Linked DNA regions of Mus musculus: region 2 is linked to region 1. The links are chromatin contacts, called in public HiChIP or PLAC-seq maps. All regions are on one chromosome and are shown on one strand. Each heading gives the region's core, a stretch centred on a gene start, on an enhancer-like site or on the middle of the called end of the contact. The rest is flanking DNA. Distances are from core to core; before and after follow the strand shown. Region 1 has its middle 4.0 kb from the start of Gm52179. Region 2 overlaps L3mbtl2 (L3MBTL2 polycomb repressive complex 1 subunit).

Evidence for each region. HiChIP or PLAC-seq counts read pairs in DNA pulled down with a chosen protein or histone mark.
Region 2: a contact with region 1 is called in a FOXA1 HiChIP or PLAC-seq map of pancreatic cancer cells. The contact joins two enhancer-like sites. A contact is called at or near these places in 3 of 39 promoter capture datasets (the 3T3-L1 cell line, cranial neural crest and stem cell-derived epiblast-like cells) and 1 of 115 datasets of contacts at active chromatin or transcription factors (pancreatic cancer cells).

The regions. Positions count from the first base shown.
Region 1 is chr15:81,263,039-81,266,001 of GRCm38.p6, forward strand. No RefSeq gene overlaps it. Among named protein-coding and RNA genes, the nearest start is that of Gm52179, 4.0 kb to the left of the region's middle. Within about 2 kb of position 1,558, at least 59 of the 459 cell types and tissues checked have an H3K27ac peak or open chromatin away from gene starts, as enhancers often do. A contact at or near this core is called in pancreatic cancer cells, where this site is marked.
Region 2 is chr15:81,675,206-81,678,328 of GRCm38.p6, forward strand. L3mbtl2 (L3MBTL2 polycomb repressive complex 1 subunit) reads left to right here. Exons shown (of 17, transcript NM_145993.5): 6 at 310-427; 7 at 1,053-1,187; 8 at 1,620-1,708. Among named protein-coding and RNA genes, the nearest start is that of L3mbtl2, 13 kb to the left of the region's middle. Within about 2 kb of position 1,811, at least 8 of the 459 cell types and tissues checked have an H3K27ac peak or open chromatin away from gene starts, as enhancers often do. A contact at or near this core is called in pancreatic cancer cells, where this site is marked.

The DNA of each region.
Region 1 (2,963 bases), core at 308-2,807:
TTATGTGTAGAGGTGTTTTGCCTGTACATATATCTGTGTACTACTTGTGTGTCTGGTGCGAGTGGAGGGCAGAAGACAATATTAGGTTCCCTGGAACTGGAGTTATAGATGGTTGTGAGCCACCATGTGGGTGCTGGAGATAAAACTTGGGTCCTCTGGAAAAGCAGTCTGTGCTCTTAACTGCTGATCCATCTCTTCAACACAGAAGAATAACTCTTAGGTAAACACCAAGCACCTACCTTCCATGAAGAGCAATGTAAGTACTGAGAAGGAGGGGCTGGGTAGGTAGAAAAGACATAGCTGAGAACAGAGCACTGTTTCCCAGGCCATGGTACTCAGTGCATGGGCAGAGTCACACTGGGAGTGTCAAGAAGGGAAATTGAAGCCGGGCGGTGATGGCGCACGCCTTTAATCCCAGCACTCGGGAGGCAGAGACAGGTGGATTTCTGAGTTCGAGGCCAGCCTGGCCTACAAAGTGAGTTCCAGGACAACCAGGACTACACAGAGAAACCCTGTCTCGAAACACGCCCCCCCCCAAAAAGAAGGGAAATTGAGGGGCTGGAGAGATGGCTCAGTGGTTAAGAGCACTGACTGCTCTTCTGAAGGTCCTGAGTTCAAATCCCAACAACCACATGGTGACTCACAACCATCTGTAATGAGATGGGATGCCCTCTTCTGGTGTCTCTGAAAACAGCTACAGCAGACTTACATATAATAAATAAACAAAGATTTAAAAAAGAAGGGAAACTGAGGGAGGGCAGGGCTGCTGTAGAACCAGGCTGTATAAAACTCATCTCTCAAGTAAAGCCAGAGTCTGTGATCCATAGGCCCGTGACAATGATTTACCTTTGATGTATGCCTTCCTGTGTCAGACATGGCTTGAGGCAGATTCGTCCAGGGTCCTGACTCTTGGCACTGAGATACTTGGATTTGATTCCAATTTTGTGCACAGGTGCATCTTACTTTCAGTTTCTGGGCCTCAGTTTCCTCCTCTGAAAAACACAGACAATAACTAGTAAAGGTGGTGTGAAGATTCCTCATATGTTCACATGTCTCAACACATACATTATTACTGTATGCCAAGCATTTGCATCATGCCTGGGACATGGGAAGAGCTTTGAAAGTACACACATCACTATTTAATCTTTTTTAATGGTTCTGTGAGCCTACGAATGCGAATGCTCGCCCTGTAGGTAAAGGTAGAGACTTGGAGAGCTCTCAGCTCAAACTATGAATGTAGAAAGAATCCTACATCCTGCTCTGCCCTTTCCTAGAGTTCTCCATGCTGGGAGAAACCCAGGGACAAAGCAGGGCTCAGGATGCTGAGTCCTGCATCCCATTTCCCATAGCACTCTTCAAACTAAATGCCCAGATGCCCCATGTCCACCCCAGATAATTGCAAAACAGAGCCATGCCTGCCTCCCCGGCTTTAAACAGCCGCCCTGTGCAGGACCTGGCAGCCAGCCGGGTCAAGCTTAAGTGTCTTCAGTCCCCAGACTGCAGCATGTCCAGCTGCTTACTCACTTGGCACCTCTAAGGCAGATGAACCACAAATATGGAACTCAGCCGGCAGAGGCCACATTACAACGAAACCACCCCCACTGCCTTGTGCGCAGCGGCCTCCGTGAGATGAAACTGGTTTGTGAGATGAGAAAGCTAGCTCTCTCCATCTATCTTAATCCTGCTGGTTGGATGCAAATTGCTTTCTCCTACTGAGGCGAAAGAACGCTGGTGGGTGGCTTGGAATGACTGGCGGGGGTGTGCAGCTGAATGTGGGATTGGGGTTAGTGACAGGGCACCCCAGGAATTCTTTGCTCCTTCTGCTCTGCTCTGTCTCGCCATGTGCCACCTCAGCGTGCCTTCGGCACCTGCACTTTTCTTCCCCTTTATCCCAGCTCTTGTAATAGGTTTTTCAGTCTGTGGGATTCCAGATCAGTGTTTCCCTTAACCTTGTATGTGGCAGGAAGCATTAGGGTGGAGCGGAAGTTATCAGAAACTAGCACCCCACCCCCACCCCCTGGGCAGGCTGCACCGGGTACCAAAGGATCCTACAAAAGATGGAGGGAAGCGGGCACTGGGTGTTCCACTTCACCTGGGCAGAAGAAAGGTCCAATTCATCTCCATGGACATTGCTACGTATTCATGGTTTACTCATGCACTGGGATGGGGGTAGGGGACATTTTCATGCACATATATATTTCTACCTGCTCCGTTATACAAATGTTTGAGGTGGCTTACAAATATATATATATATATATATATATATATATAATATCAAGGAATGAAATAGGTATCATTAGAAACGGGAAGAGGAATTCAGAGGAGGGAAATAACGAAGCTCATAACCATGCAGTAAGCTGCCCTGCACAGTTGTTAATGTGATCCATAAACTTGGCTTTGGAAACCCCAGCAATCCAAAGCAAAACACGAACATTCGAACACAGGAAATGTAGAATACATAAACGAAAAAAAAACTGTAGTGTCACGGGGGAAGCACCATCTTGCCTTTGTATTGAAATTTGGGAGGAATTCTTTCATGGGTCCATCCAAAGATGACCAATAGATAAAACAACCATTGCTCATTAGACTTCTTAGGTTGAGTCAAGTTGCTAAAATGTCATTCAAGGTCCTAATAATATTATGTATAATACTAGAAATTAGGAATAGTATAGATGTCCCTCAAATACATTATTGGACAAATGTCCGATGGAGTGTTAGGCAGTTATTAAGGGGAAAGATGAACAATTTAGGTTGCTCATGTGAAACAGTTTCCAAGATGTACTAGGAAATGAAAGAAGTTGGAGGCAGAAGAATGTCTCTATAAGGGAAGTGTCTGTGAAAATGAAATAAAAGTCATATGTACTTCCAAATGTTGTGCATGTCCTTGGTCCTTCTCAGGAGAGGGGTCACAAGAAACACCAACTGGATGCAAATGATTTTCTGGGAAACAGCCTGTTCACTGT
Region 2 (3,123 bases), core at 561-3,060, 410 kb after region 1:
TGGAATGGTATTAGGGAGGTAATGTCTGTGCTGAGTCACTGGTACAGCTGGCCAAACGACAGATACCCAGGTGCACCACAGTGTCCACACTGATAGTCAGGAGCTGGCCCTGCACTGATGAGAAGCAGGTCTGTGTCTCTGGCCCTCCCTGATGGTGCTTCCATGTTTCTGGACACTGGGCATGCCCCATTTATCTCTCTATTCCTAGTTTTCTGCACCATGCATGATGTGGGGTGAGGGTCAGAGGACAGTGGGCCCAGGCCCATGGGGCTCACTTTTCTCAGCCCACCAATGCTCTCATCATCACAGGTACCCCTCTATGACCAGTGGGAAGACGTCATGAAGGGGATGAAGGTGGAAGTGCTCAACAGCGATGCTGTGCTCCCCAGCCGGGTGTACTGGATCGCCACTGTCATCCAGGCAGCTGGTGGGTGCTGTTCTGGCCACGGCAGGGTCTGAAATTTGTTTGCCATGTGTCGTATCTAGTAGGTGGTTAGTGTTAGAGGGTGAAATGGGTTTCATAAATCAAAATGTCACCCATGAGCTTTCTCTCCCCTTCTTAGGGATGTTCCTCCTTTAGATGAGAACACAGGGCTAAATCTTGAAAGTTAGTTTTGTTTTGTTACGTATTTTAAATGTTTAGTTGGTGGTTTTGGTTTTTTTGAGACAGGGTTTCTCTGTGTAGCCCTTGCTGTCCTGAAACTCACTGTCTAGAATAGGCTGGCCTCAAACTCAGAGATCTGCCTGCCTATGCCTCCTGAGTGCTAGGATTAAAGGTGTGCACCACCACCACCTAGATTTTTTTTTTATAAGGTTTATTCTGGGGATGATGAGGGCATAGGAGCAATCGCCAGCTCAGGATGCTTTCTAAGAGTGCAGCGTGGATATTGTTTTGTTCTGTATGTCGGGGACCCCACTAGCCTGGAAGGAGTTCCTGGATAGGAAGTAGGAAGTCTGGCTGGTGCTAGAGAAGGAAGAAAGTCTGAGAACCTGCCTTCCCGATGTCACAGGTCCCATGCCTTCCCCACATCACAAGTCCCTTGTCCTTTCAGGGTACCGGGTGCTGCTCCGATATGAAGGCTTTGAAAATGACGCCAGTCATGACTTCTGGTGCAACTTGGGAACTGTGGATGTCCACCCCATTGGGTGGTGTGCCATCAACAGCAAGATCCTGGTACCTCCACGGAGTGAGTTCAGGAGAAAGCTCCCATCCTGGCTCCTGTAGGGCTCTGGGCAGAAGCCTTCCCTACCCAGTCTAGAAGTCCCTGGACAGTTTGCATTTATAGAGCCTGTTTGTTGGTATTGTGTGCCTGAGTAGTGAATGTCTGTTCACTGTGTGTGCTAGAAGGTCAGAAGAGTGTTAGATCCTCTGGAACTGGGGTTAGAGATGTTGTGAATCACCATGTGGGTGCTGGGAACAGAACCCTTGTCCTCTGGGAGAGCAGCCAGTGCATCTAACCAGGGAGTTGTCTCTCTGGCTCCCAGAGGCTGGTTTTATAAGATGATGTCATCACTGGCCTGAAGTTGCAGAACTTAATAGTTATGTCTGTGTAGCTGATCTCTGGGTTGGTGAAGGTGTGATCAGTCTGTGTCAACAGTCTCTGCCGGTGTCTCTGCAGCCATCCATGCCAAGTTTACTGACTGGAAGAGCTACCTCATGAAGCGGTTGGTGGGTTCCAGGACACTTCCTGCAGACTTCCATATCAAGGTCTGGCTGGGTTCCCAGCTCATTCCCTCCCTCCCTCCCTCCTCCCACTTCCATCGGTCAGTTTTTCCATCCTTCATATGATTCAGGCATTTGTTTTGTTTTTATGATTCTGGGGGTGGGACCTAGGGATTTCCATACACTAGCACTATGTGTACAGCCCCTCGTTCCCCATCAAAATACTCTTCTGAGACGTCTTGGGCAGCCTTCAGCCCAGTGCTGCTGCAGTTGCTGGCCACCTGCCTCCCTGCCAAGACCCTGGTACAGCATATCAACTATGTTGCTTTGTTGGCCTTTGGGATTTAACATCCCAGATTCTTGCCCTTGCATTTTCAATGTATCTGAGGTTCCCATTGCTGTGATAAAACCCTAACCACAAAGCAACCATGAGAGGAAACGGCTAATTCTGCTTATACTTCCACATCCAAGAGATCAGGGCAGGAGTTCAGGAAGGAACCCAGAGGCCTGAACTGAAGTCGAGGCCATGGTGGATAACTATGTGCTGGCTCACTCCCTTACGGTTCTCTCAGTCTGATTGCTTACTTACTCATTTGTTTGTCCAAGATAGGGTCTCTCTGTGTAGCCCTGACTGTCCTAGAATTTACTCTGTTGACCTCAGAACTGTAGATCTTTCTTCCTCTGCCTCCTGAGTGCTGGGATAAAGAGATGTGCCACCACTGCACGACTTTAGCCTGCTTTCTTGTAGCATCCAGGAACACCAGCTCAGGGGTGGCACTGCTCACAACGGGCTGGGCCCTCCCTATCAATCATCAATAAAGAAAACCGCACCATAGACTTGCCCACAGCCCAGTCTGCTGGGGCATTTTCCCCATTGAGTTTCCCTCTTCTAAATGCATTTAGCTTGTGTCCAGTTGGCATAAAACAGAGTTGGGCAACGCAGAGTAATCACTCAGAGATGGTATTATGTGCTGGTAAGAGACAGCACCATAGGCTGGCCGTGGTGGCACATGCCTTTAACCCCAGCACTCGAGAGGCCAAGGCAAGTGGATCTTACACTGAGTCTGTATTATGAGTCCAGGTCGGTTTGAGGATCCAAGTTCAGTTCCCAGCACCACATCAGGCAGCTCAAAATTGTAACTCCAGCTCCAGGGGATCTAACACCTCATCTCACCTCTACAGGTACACACACACACACACACACACACACACACACACACATACACGAGGGCAGATACACATGGATAAGCAGGAGTTAAAAACAGCACTGTGGGAATACAAGGAAAGAAAATATATATCTGCCTAGATTCTCCAACCTGGTAGGAGAAGTAAGAGTCGTGCACACAAATAGTGATAAAAACAGCCCCCATCTGAACTGGGGCTACTCAACCATCTGTATGGACATAGCAGTTCAGCCAGAGAAAGCTGCTTTGGCTGGCCATGGTGGCACAGGCCTTTAA